2 separate regions of the Capsicum annuum genome follow, and region 2 is linked to region 1. A link is a contact called in public Hi-C data. All regions are on one chromosome and are shown on one strand. Each heading gives the region's core, a stretch centred on a gene start, on an enhancer-like site or on the middle of the called end of the contact. The rest is flanking DNA. Distances are from core to core; before and after follow the strand shown. Region 1 holds the start of LOC107868133. Region 2 holds the start of LOC107868135 (alpha/beta hydrolase domain-containing protein 17C).

Region 1 (6,462 bases), core at 3,569-6,068:
ACAAACCCTAATCATCCCCAAGATTATCAAATTCTATTTGTTTCTCTTCAAGAAAACTAAGAACTCAAGCTTCCCAATTCAAGAACTTTCAAGAAAGCTTTAAAGATTGTGTTTCCCTTCCAAATGCAAAGGTAAAGGTATGTGTGATGTTCATCCATGGTTTTCTTTCACCATGGAGTCAAAGAATTCCCTTTTTAAATGTTAAATTATGAGTTTTCCCATGTTTTAAATGAATTATCTCCATGAATTACTTGTTATTTTGATTTCAAGTTAAGATTACAATTATTTTTAAGTGGAATGAATTATAATATGTTATGGATGTTGAAGTTCCCATGTTATGTTCATGCAATTCAGGATAAATCCTCAAATTATGGTTTTTGTCATGTAATCATGCTATCTCGTCATATTTAAAAGCATTCCCATGTTAAAGCCTTAATCCCCACTGTTTGATGAAATGCCAAAGGGAGTGATTTTGTAAAATGATTCCCCATTATGGTCTTTTGAAGCTTTTGCATGTCTTTGTTGATATTTACTTTCAGTGCTTGGGGTTATGAATACCCAATACTTAGTTGTTTACATAGTCTTAGTACATTCAGAATAATTTCAGATATAGTCTCAGTTAAACTTAGCCCAATTAGTATTCCAGTGTCATTCAGTTGGGATTAGGATTCAACACCGAGTAAACCTAGGGATGGGGGCTCAATCGCCAGTTAGGACTGAGTCCTTAAAAGTAGTCCCTAAGTTTCAGAACTACGTAGCTAATGTAGGTTATGAGATATCATCCACAGTTTACGACTGACATTCTCTGAGAGCTCACCCGCCAGTTTAGGACTGATACTCTCTTTGGGGTCATCCGCCAGTTTAGGACTAACTCACAGTCAGTATTAGTACCCGTGGCACGGTACCAATACCCTTTCAACTAGGATCACATGTTGGACCCCGATCAACTCAGACTAGGGCATATCAGTTAGATGATAACTCCCACAGTCTCAGTCCAGTCTCAATTAGAAAGTCAGTTCAGGTTTGCTTGATCATAACATACAGTTATCAGTTATTTAATTTTCAGATTTTAGTATTTGAGTTTACAAATTACTTCAGTATTATGTTATATGCTTGGTCATACATTCTCTGATTTTATAGCTTTCACGCATACTATAAATCAGTTATTTCATTCTATTCATTCAGTCAGTTATTATTCATGCACATGAGTCCATGCATATCAGCCTAACCCCATTTAGCATATCAGTACATTCAAAGTACTAACTGCATACTCGTTTCTTGCACTATGATGTCTCATATCATAGGTTCGAACGCTTAGGTTCCCGACCGTACTTAGATACTTTAGCGCATCATCATCATCAGCAGTGGTGAGTCCTCATATTTCAAGGACAAATTATGTTTATTTCAGTGTTTTCTATTTAGTAGTCAGTTGGAGTTAGTTGGGGCCTGTATCATCCACTCTTATTCAGTAGTTTTAGAGGCTTTCAGACACTTCAGACAGTTAGTCAGTTTGTTATTACTTTTATCAGTTTTCAGATAGTTGTTTTCCAATAGTTGTTTTCAGACTTATGATTCAGAAATGTTTTAATATTTAAAACCTTACGGTGTATTCAGCTATTCTGCACGTGTATTTTATTATTATTATTTAGTGCTCACAGCAAGTACCAGCTCATGGGTTAGCTTGTGTTCTTTCAAGACCGTAAGCACCGCTATCGCGACTAGGGGGTAGCCTCGAGTCGTGACAGTATCCAAAAACTCTCAGATGACATATATTAGGATCTTGGCCCAAAACTAATTATAACAGAGAAATTTTATGATAATTTATCGATGAAAAATGAACAAGCATCGCAGTATGCAGAATTGCATGACCCCAAACAGAGGTGGGCAACTTAATTTTCATAAGCAATGATCTTGCTAGCAATTGAAGACGTTTAATTAATGACTCAGCAAGATCATTTTTAGTGTGTCTATGAGCTACAGGATGTTTAAATTTTATCCCAATTGATATGCAATAATCATTAAATGCTTGGGATGAAAACACTGTAGCATTGTCAAGGCGAACATACTTAATCTGATTATCAGGAAATTATGCCCGTAATCGTATTATTTGTGCCAATAATTTTTAAAATGCGAAGTTGCGAGATGACAATAGACACACATGACACCATCTAGAAGAAACATCTATTAGGACTATGAAATAGCTAAGTGACCCACTAGGTGGGTGAATAGGTCCATAAATATCTCCTTGTATGCGTTCTAAGAATGCAAAGGGTTTAATCTCAATCTTAGTTGGTGATGGTCTCACAATTAACTTGCCTTGATAACAAGCAGTACAAGAAAATTCATCATTTAAAAGAACATTCAAGTTCTTTAAGGAATGCCCATTTGAATTTTCTGTTATTTGTCTCATCATTATAGATCCAGGATGTCCCAATCGATCGTGCTAAAGTTAAAAAATATTTGAATTAGTAAACTTTCGATTTACAATAGAATGTGCCTCAATTACACTAATCTTTTTCAATACAAACCAAAAGATAAAGCAGGAAACTTTTCTATAATATATGTCTGCCTAGAGACATTCTTGGTAATACCAAGATATTAAAGATTCAACTCATTCATTGTCTTGATATGATAGCCGTTTTCACGAATATCTTTAAATTTCAATAAGTTTCTCTGAGACTTAGGAGAAAATATAGCATTATTTATGATGAGTTTAGCTACCTTAGGCAAAATTATAGTGGCTTTGCTAAAACCTTCAATCAAATTAATACTATCAGAAATTATAGTAACATTATCTTGTCCATACTTAAATAAAAAAAATATTTCTCATTTTTAAATATTGTGTGTGTTGTGCCAGTATCAATAAGAAAATGTCTTCATAATTCGATAAATTGCTTTGAGAATTATCCATATCTTCAAATAGAATAACATACACAAAATAAAAAAGTTAAGTAATATAACAATTATTCACAGTTACCATTTGCTGTGAAATTTTCAAAAAGATCACTTTTAATTAAATCAAACATGTATGTTATTTTGTGAAATTGATTTTAATTAAATCATTCATTTTTAGATAAAAGAGTCTATTGATGACTTGATAACAAAATAGCATCCATCATAACTAAAAAATATTAAAATACTATTTAATCAAAACAGGATCAAAATGGGTCACTTTACTAATGAACTTATGATAATATGACTAGTAAGAAAAAAATACTAATTAAAGTACCGTACTCATATAAACAACTACTATTACATGATTTTTAATTTACTAATTACTACTTTAGCAAAATAAATAAACTTTTTCATTCTTCCATAGTCACAGAACCATCACCAATCAAGTGATCTATCTTTCCTTCAAGGTGCTCGAAGAAATCGTCTACATCTAAGTGTGCGATGTCAACATGATTTTCATAGATAAAATTAGCTTCAGGATTTTTTTTCTTTCTTCTTTTGTGATGCTTGGTAAAGCTCAACCAAAATTTTGAGAGTGCGATAGTCACGCGCATGTGTCCCTTTGCACCACATCGAAAATAAACACATGCTCTAACCGCATCATGTTTCTCATCTTTTTCTTGTTCTTTTTTATGGTGTCTTTTATTTGTTGAATGATTAACACCAGGAACATGGTTTCTTTCTTGACCATAATCACGACCACGTCCACGTCCACGTCCGGAATCAGGTCCCCAACATTTTCCACGCCTAGCATGATGGGCGTACACCTCATTCACTTCTAAAAATGGTGTTGATCCAGTAGGTCGATTTTCATTAACAAATTATTATTTTGTTCAGCCATAAGAAGAAGAAAACTCAATTCAGAATACTTCTTGAAATCTTTCTCTCGATATTGTTGCTGTAGAAACACATTCGAGGAATGAAAGGTAGAGAGTAATAGTCTCTCCACATAGTTTTACCTGAGAAAAAATTCTGAACGTGACAGAATTGTATTCATGCAGAGACTTATAGTCTTGAAACCTAAGATGCATCCAGTCTTATCGTGCTTTTAGATGGATGACCATCTTTAGGTGGTCATACCTTTCTTTAAGGTTATTCCACAAAATAAGTTGATCCTTAACAGTAAGATATTTAATTTTCAAAATTTCGTCAATATGATGACACAAAAATATCATGACCTTAGAATGATCTTGTTTTGATGTTTTATTTTCAATTTTAATGACGTCTCCAAGACCCATAACATCTAAATGGATTTCAGCATCCAATACCTATGAAAGATAGTTCTTACCCTAGCTTTGAAGGGCAACGAACTCAAGTTTTGTAAGATTAGACATATTAAAGAAATGAGAGAATAATACCTTATCCTTCAAATTTTGATATGATAGGGCTTCATGTTGATAACGTGTTATATAAACAAAGATAAAATATCAATATCAAACTTTAAAGAAAGGAGAGAACTTTAGGGAATTTAGTAATACTTCTTGTACTACTTTTATATGTCAATAAAATATACAAAGGGTGACTATTCATAAACCACCAAACTTAAGTTTTTTAACATTGTCAAACTTGACTTCAAATTGGCAAGTTGATTAACTATTTAGGTATTCAAATTCAAATTGAGCAAGTAATTTTTGTTCTTCAAATCTAATTTGACTATTAATTATTATGTCTAATATTTCATACATATACAAGTCACATGACGTTTATATTATATAATAATAATAAATTTTAAAGGATTTTTAAGATAATCAATAATCTAAGTATTCACTAAATAAAATCTTTATCAGTAGTGTTTTTCCTTTTTTTCTTTTAAAAAAACTTCTCTTTTTGATATCAGGTCATGTCATCTGTGGCAAAAGAATTACAAGGGTCTTTGAATATTTCAAAAAAGTTTCACATAGTAAACGACAAAAGTCAGTTGCTCCTTGTTGTGTTTACTTGGACAAAGAAGAGATGACAGATTTGATTGATTCAGAAAATCTACTCACCTCAACCAATCCAGCAACACCCTCACCCCCCACCCCACTCCCCACACGCAAACGACGGCGTTTTTCACCTCTGTTCGTCAGCCTTCTTGCTTACTCCAGTCATTTTTCTCTCTCACTTTCCTACAAGTTTACAGTTGTTGACCAAACCCATTCAACAAAGCCTCCGTTTTGACAAAAAGTTGAAAATTTCAACTGTTATTGTTAAAGCAGAAATCTTGAAATTTTGAGTTTGAGGGGCGATTTTTTTTTTTTTTTTTGAAAAGTTCAACCGGTTTTTTTAAAGCAAACATTTGGGGTTGGAAAAAAGAGGGATGAATCCGAATTGGGAGCTTCAGAATTGTTGTAATCGTGACCAAAAGCTTTTTCTTGTTACCATTGGTGTTTTCACTGTTGTGATTCTTGTTGTAAGTCTCTCTCTCTCTCTCTCTCTCTCTCTTTGGATAATTTTGGTCTTTATTTGTAGATCGAGAAAATGTAAGAAAAGAAGTTTTATGCTAACTTTTTGCAGTTATATGTCCCAGCTTTTTTGTTTATCTCCACTATTTGCCATGCGTCATTTAATCTGAGGGTTTGTCGGAAATAGCCTGTCTATTTCTACCAGGTAGAGGTAATGTATTAGGTACATTCTAACTATTTCACATTGTTTGACATGCGTTATTCAAGCCGAGGGTCTAGAGGAAATAGTCTTGTCTAGGGGTAAGGTCCGCGTACTCTCTGCCCTTCCCAGACTCTACTTGTGAGATTACACTGGGTATGTTATAATTGTTGTATGATCCTGCTTTTTTGTAGCTAATTAGGAGAGAAACGCAAGATTTCAAGGTTATTGGTATTGTTTGATAGAAAAGTGAAAAGTGTTTTTTTTTTTGAAAAAAGAAAAAAGGGTTCTTCCTAAGCCTCAAGTTTGAAATTCTAAAGCTTTTTCAGTTTCAGGGGCGGATCTAGGTAAAAAGGGTAATTTTTTAAAACTTCAGTGTACAAGACTGGAAGTTGACTCAGAGGTTTAGGGAAGTCAAAATTTACCTTGTGGTTCAAGTTCAAATCTCAGGCACTAGATTTTAATTTTCTGAACCCCCTTAGTGAATTGATTAGCTAGTATCTATAGATTTTAGAGCTTCCGAACAGTGCTATTGGCCTTTATTTGCTTCATTTTGTTGTTAAGAACAAAAGAAGTGCGGATAGCTTGAAAGTAGGATTGAGTTTGAAAGAATGATCACATGCAGTATAGTCTTATCTTCATATCATTCTGTTCTGATCCTTAACAGTCAATACCCTAAGAATTTACTTGTAGAGCAGTGGTTATTAGGAAATGGTTAGTTTAGGAGTTTGTTCCCAATTATTTGTTGATAGAAAATGGTTAGCTAAACATTTCACCTACACATTTTTTTTTTTCCTGATCAAAATGTGTAGGTTAATGCTTAGCTAACACCGAAAAGTGTGGCCTAGTTGTCGATTAAACTAGAAAGAAACCATGAAGGACCAATATTGGTGGGACAATATAGGTATCTGGTGCAATAGTCTA
Region 2 (5,526 bases), core at 1,090-3,589, 200 kb before region 1:
ATATCCAGAGTAATCATACCTAAAGAAGCACACATGAGCAAGTTAGTGAAGAACAAGAAACCAAGGAAAATAGCAATCTCACTGTCTAGTTTGACAAATTTCTATACAAAAATGAGAAGAAAGGGTGAAGAAAGAAGAGAAGGATTTAGGCATAAAATCATGTGAAACAAATGTTTCCTTATTCATTTGACCTATGGTACACTTGAATAAAAGTATTTGATAGAAAAATACTGATGCACCACCAAATCTTAAGCTTCACCAAAAGAAATACATTATCCTTTTCTCTGTTTCACCCCTACCAAACAAAAGAACTATACTAAAGCAATTTTTTAAGTAAAGTCCATCAACAGTAGCATTATGAACTTCATAATCCAGCTCGCTCCTTGTAATAAATATCCACAATAATTAATCTAAGTCCCTGATGTGTTTTAAATGATATATGTTCCTTCCTAACAGTACGATCTTAAATGAAGATCCGAACTCATCGGAGAGAGGGAGAACTCGTATAGAAGAGCTTAAAAAGGAAACATGTATATGGATTTCCTTGCTAAGACACTTTCCTTTATGAATACAGATAGGATATTACATTAGTATTAGAAAATTACATATTACTAATGTGCGTTACTTATGCTCCATTTAAAATTTAGTCTTCAATAGATAATTCCCCATTAGCTCTTGAACAAATACATCTACTTGCTGACAAAGAACATCATACATCCAACATCTCCAATTCACATTCAGTGAAATGTCACACAAAAATGGAAGTTCCAATTGTCGGTTACCAGAAAAGCTGCATTTTGGGTCGCTAGGATAGGAAAAAATAACCTAAACTAACAAAAAGAGAAAAGAAACTCATACTTCCTTACTTGTCACTGATCAGATTAATTTTGCCTTTCTCTTTTTCTTTTTCCCTTCCTTAAATTTTATCTTTTATCAGGATGGAGGGCCTTTCTGCATTATAGCTCCAAGTCAGTTAAATGCAATTGTCCTAGTTTTCAGAACAATATATTTCCTCTAAGAAATGCCATAGCAAAAACTGGAGCAAGGGTATAAAGAAAAAATGGGTGATCTAACTTCTAAAGCTCAGGATCAGATGACAAAGAAGCAAAAACAAAGCAAACATAAAAGCTACTCCATTTGTTTCAATTTGTTTGGTTGGTTTTAACTTCCCAGTGAGTTTTAAAAAGTAAAGAAAACTTTAAAATCTTAGGGTTGGTTTGATACGCAGGATGAGACGGGATATCCTAGCATTAAGACTGAGATAAGATTTATACTACAATTAGTTGACGGTATAAACCCAAGGGTGAAGCTAGTGGTCAATGAAGTGGGTTCAGCACTTGTGGTCTAAGGTTCAAATACTAGTAGAGATAAAACACTAGGTGATTTCTTTCCATCTATTCTAGCCTTGATGGACAAAGTTACTTGATACCTGATATTGTTGGGATGTGACATGTATCTTGTGGAATTAGTCGAGGTACACACAAGCTGGTCCGAACACCATGGTTATCAAAAAGAAAAAAGACTTATACAACCAATCAACCACCGTATAAATTTTATTCCAAGCTTATTTTTGGGATATCTCAATATATCCAAATCTAACTATTATAATTCTACGATAATTTACTCCCATACCAAATGAACCCTTATGATCTTAAACTAAAGATACATAAAATATATCAAAATTACCTTTAATCCTGTTATTTAAACATGTCATATAAAAATTTTAGAATTAAAAATTTAACAAAAAAAGGGGAAAAAACATTTTCTTCCAAACGAAAGTAAACCAAACAAATCGAAACAGATGGGAAAACATAGATAATTTTGTTAAATAATTCTGCAGAGTACTGATACTTTTACCCCATAAGATTAACCCGAAGACGGAGGCTCAACTCAACAAAAAATTCAAACATTTGCCCCAAATCAGCAGCATTTCCATGAGAATAAACCATAGAAGCCGACGCCTTCGGGTGCTTCACGTATAATGCAACAATTTCATTTCCCCTTTGAGTACGCAGCTTCAAAACATCAACATTTTCCCTCCTCGGTACCTCCGGTATGCATAACTTACCGCTGCACGACTCGTCGGAAACAACCGAATACGACGGAGGATTCGGTGGGAAAAATGCGAATTTTGCAGCGATGGATGACGTCACACCGCCCATATTGTGGTGGTGGTGGTGAACGGCGGCGCGTGAATCGGAAAGAGGAGCTGCGTAGTGGTTTTTTCTTTTATAGAAGGAATAAGAGAGACTATTTTGAACGTTTGAATTTCAGTTTTCTGTTATTTAATAACGAGTGTCTTTAGTACTTCATATAAAATGAGGGTTTTGACATTATGCTTGATGTCAAAGAAACGTGTGTGAGGATAATTTTGTCATTTTACATGATATGCTGATGAGTTTATATAACTTTATTACACGTGTAGCATCAGATATGTGTCATTCTCTACCTCCTTCTTATCTTTGTGTTGTGTTCTCCATTATCTCTCCATTGATAAACATGTAAAATCGACAATTAAGAAAGTAAAAATAAATTTTGCGTTGTTATACTTGCTCTCTACCGGGTGTTTTTCTTTTCGACTTTTTGATTATACAGATTTTATTCGTTGCGTTGAAGTTTGTTTATTTTAAGAATTGGGGTTTGTTTGGATTACTGAAATTACTGCTTATATTGTGAAAATTTTTATCTGTTTGAAAATTTTGAGTTGTTCTTCGCAACTAATGTACTAGGTGTATTTTGTTTCGGCCCCTTTTTTTAACCCCTTTTCTTATAGTTTTGGGAGATTGACAGCTTAAGTAGGATTTTCTTTTACTTTTGAGAGATTTGTAGTTTTCACATAGATCCCGAGCAAATCAAATAAAATAAATATCGCTATGAGTCAAATCTTCATCTCCAAACAAAGAACCAACAAAACTACTAATAAGCAATTTCAATCAAAATATTTGCACAAGAAAAGTTCAAATTTTTAACACTTCAAAAGTTTTGTGAAGGAAATTCTTAATCTTTTCGGTGATTTTTTTTAAGCAGTATTTGTGTCTTCCATCTGATTTTTCTATCTGCCTGCAAGAGAATATACTGTTATCTTGATTTCTTTGAATGTTTTACTTTCGGGTAGTTTAAGATAGGTAACAGACAGAGTTGAAAGGTTATGAAATGCATAGGCAAACTTTCTTACTTTAGTTGTTCCTCCAGATATATTTTTCGATTTGCATTATATTAATAATTCTGATCCTACCCCTGCAAAGAAAATTTTTCAGTAAGAAGGTATAACTAAAAGTGCCTAATTTTATGTCAATAAGACCTCAAGTTATAATGAGAAAGGCCTTAATTAGTTCTTCTTTATTTTTTAGATTTTATTTTTGTATAAATAATGTAAATACCAACCTTTTTGAAAGTAATTACACTCTCTCCCACTTTTTTAATTACTTTACTCTCTCAATCTCTCTCCCTATTAATATACATAGCATAACCGATATATACATAACATTCTGTGTATATGTTGAGATTTTTGTAATATGTTCAGAAAGTTGAGATTTTTTGTAATATTGAAAACATAAGTTGTGTATTTGTGTAATTTTTAATTTATTTTGACGGAGTAGAAAATAATGGAGTGTAAAGTAGTCCCGCTGTTGAATATAGTCACTACTTTTCTGTGAGTTGTTGTAGCCAAGTATTGCGTAGGAGAATTGTGATTGTCTTTTGTGGCTCAATTACTTTTATGTTTATCCATCTTTATATACTCTACTGACCTACTCTGCTATGTTTGATTCAGAGAATAGCAGCTTATTTTTTACTAAATTAGCTTTATTTATTATTCTTTGAAAATATAAATTTGAATATAATATATATATATATATATATATATGGTGAATATGTTGCTTCTAGTGCTAACTGGGGTAGAATTGGGTCATATTTTTTGTTTTCGAGATCACTCTTCTGCCAAAAAAAAATAATGAATGTCAAGCCTTTCTTTTCGACAACTGCATGTTTCTACAGTTAGAATAGAGCATCTTTTTCTTTTTGCTGGCATTTTTGTTATTAAAAATGATATTGCATGATCAATTTTTTCATCCTCTCAATTTTGTTCTATGGTTCTTATTTCTTAAAAAGTCTTAACAACAGAATATCCATTCGTGATTTTTTGCTTTCTGCTATTGTATACTAGACAATTTAGACAAATGAAAAAATTAAACTGTTTTGATGAATGACTCAATTAGTAGACTCAAAGAAAGTTGTCTTTCATCTATTTGTAAACGTTTCATTTCTTTTTTTGAATTTTTCGTTCAATATTCGATACCCGCATTGGAGTTCGACTAACTTGAATTCGCGCTAGGTAGGGTCCATTTAGAGATAGCGCTCCCTACCGCTATGTATGTTAGTTTCTGTTGAATGTTTTGACGAAAATAAGTGTTTTTTGAGAGTGGGCTTTCATTTAAATGTCTTAAATGTTATGAAATGAATAGGCAGACTTTCTTACTTTAATTGTTCCTCCAAATATGTTTTTCAATTTGCATTATATTAACAAAATTCTGACCCTACCAAAAATACTCTTAAATTTCTCATCCAAAATATTTCAACTTTTATTAAAAATAGCCTCTCTACCTAATAGGCGTACGATCTGTGTATACACTATCCTCCCCAGACCCCATTTGTTAAAACCACACGGGGTTTATTATTGTATTACTCCAATTTCAAATAAAAGTTGACATAATTTTTTCATCCCACTGTATTACAGGATATCCCTCACCGCCTTTGTTAGTCCCATAACATAACCTGTTTTAACGTCGTTATATCAGAATTGCACTTTGGATACGTTTTATGCACAGATACTTCTTTCTGCCATCCAAAATAATGTAGAGCAGTTAATAAGAAGTTCAGGATAGTACCTTCACGGCTTATTGGTTTTGATCCCTACATAAGCTAATGCTAGCAATTCCTGAAACAATCAAACGACTTATTCTTACCTAGGCAGTAACAAGTACTTGAAAGTTGATGGTAATTTACAAATACTCTTTCTATAAATTTTTAAATTTAAATTAACCAATTCAGGTTCATCTCTGAGATTTACTCATTTCCCTTAGTATTTTTCGTGTGCGTTTTCAATATCACCTGACAGTAATCTCACTAGCCAGTGATATAGTAAAAACTTATGCATATTTGTAATCTACATCTTAGGTGACTGCTCCGATGTGTGAATAAAACATGTTTCAACTACTCGTGTCTTTTTATATTACATATTATCTCATACCAATAACACTTCAATAAGTTGTATTGATATGATTTCCATTAGTTTGGTTTATAGATTCATCACTAAAAGCTTGTTGACATATTGGTTACCAACATTTTTTTTTCTTTGGTCTCTCAATAAACTGGCTATAGAGGGACTTAACTCACTTAAAAGGCTAATTGTACTGATGCTCCAAGAATAGGATAGAACTACCTGATGAATCTTACTACTATATGTTAATCTTTGAGATTAAACCAGCTAAAATTGAATTAATGTGGATACTATATTCTATTAAAAAG

What was found. A called contact is a pair of places that touch in the nucleus more often than the background predicts.
Region 2: a Hi-C map of leaf shows a contact between it and region 1, with 2.4 times the contacts expected there. The contact joins the promoter of LOC107868135 here to the promoter of LOC107868133 in region 1. A contact is called at or near these places in 4 of 5 Hi-C or Micro-C datasets (bud, leaf and placenta).

The regions. Positions count from the first base shown.
Region 1 is chr4:108,338,248-108,344,709 of UCD10Xv1.1, reverse strand. LOC107868133 reads left to right here and starts at 4,818. Exons shown (of 10, transcript XM_016714726.2): 1 at 4,818-5,347. The coding sequence starts at 5,255.
Region 2 is chr4:108,534,971-108,540,496 of UCD10Xv1.1, reverse strand. LOC107868135 (alpha/beta hydrolase domain-containing protein 17C) reads right to left here and starts at 2,339. Exons shown (of 5, transcript XM_047411937.1): 1 at 1,858-2,339; 2 at 1-19. The coding sequence starts at 2,162.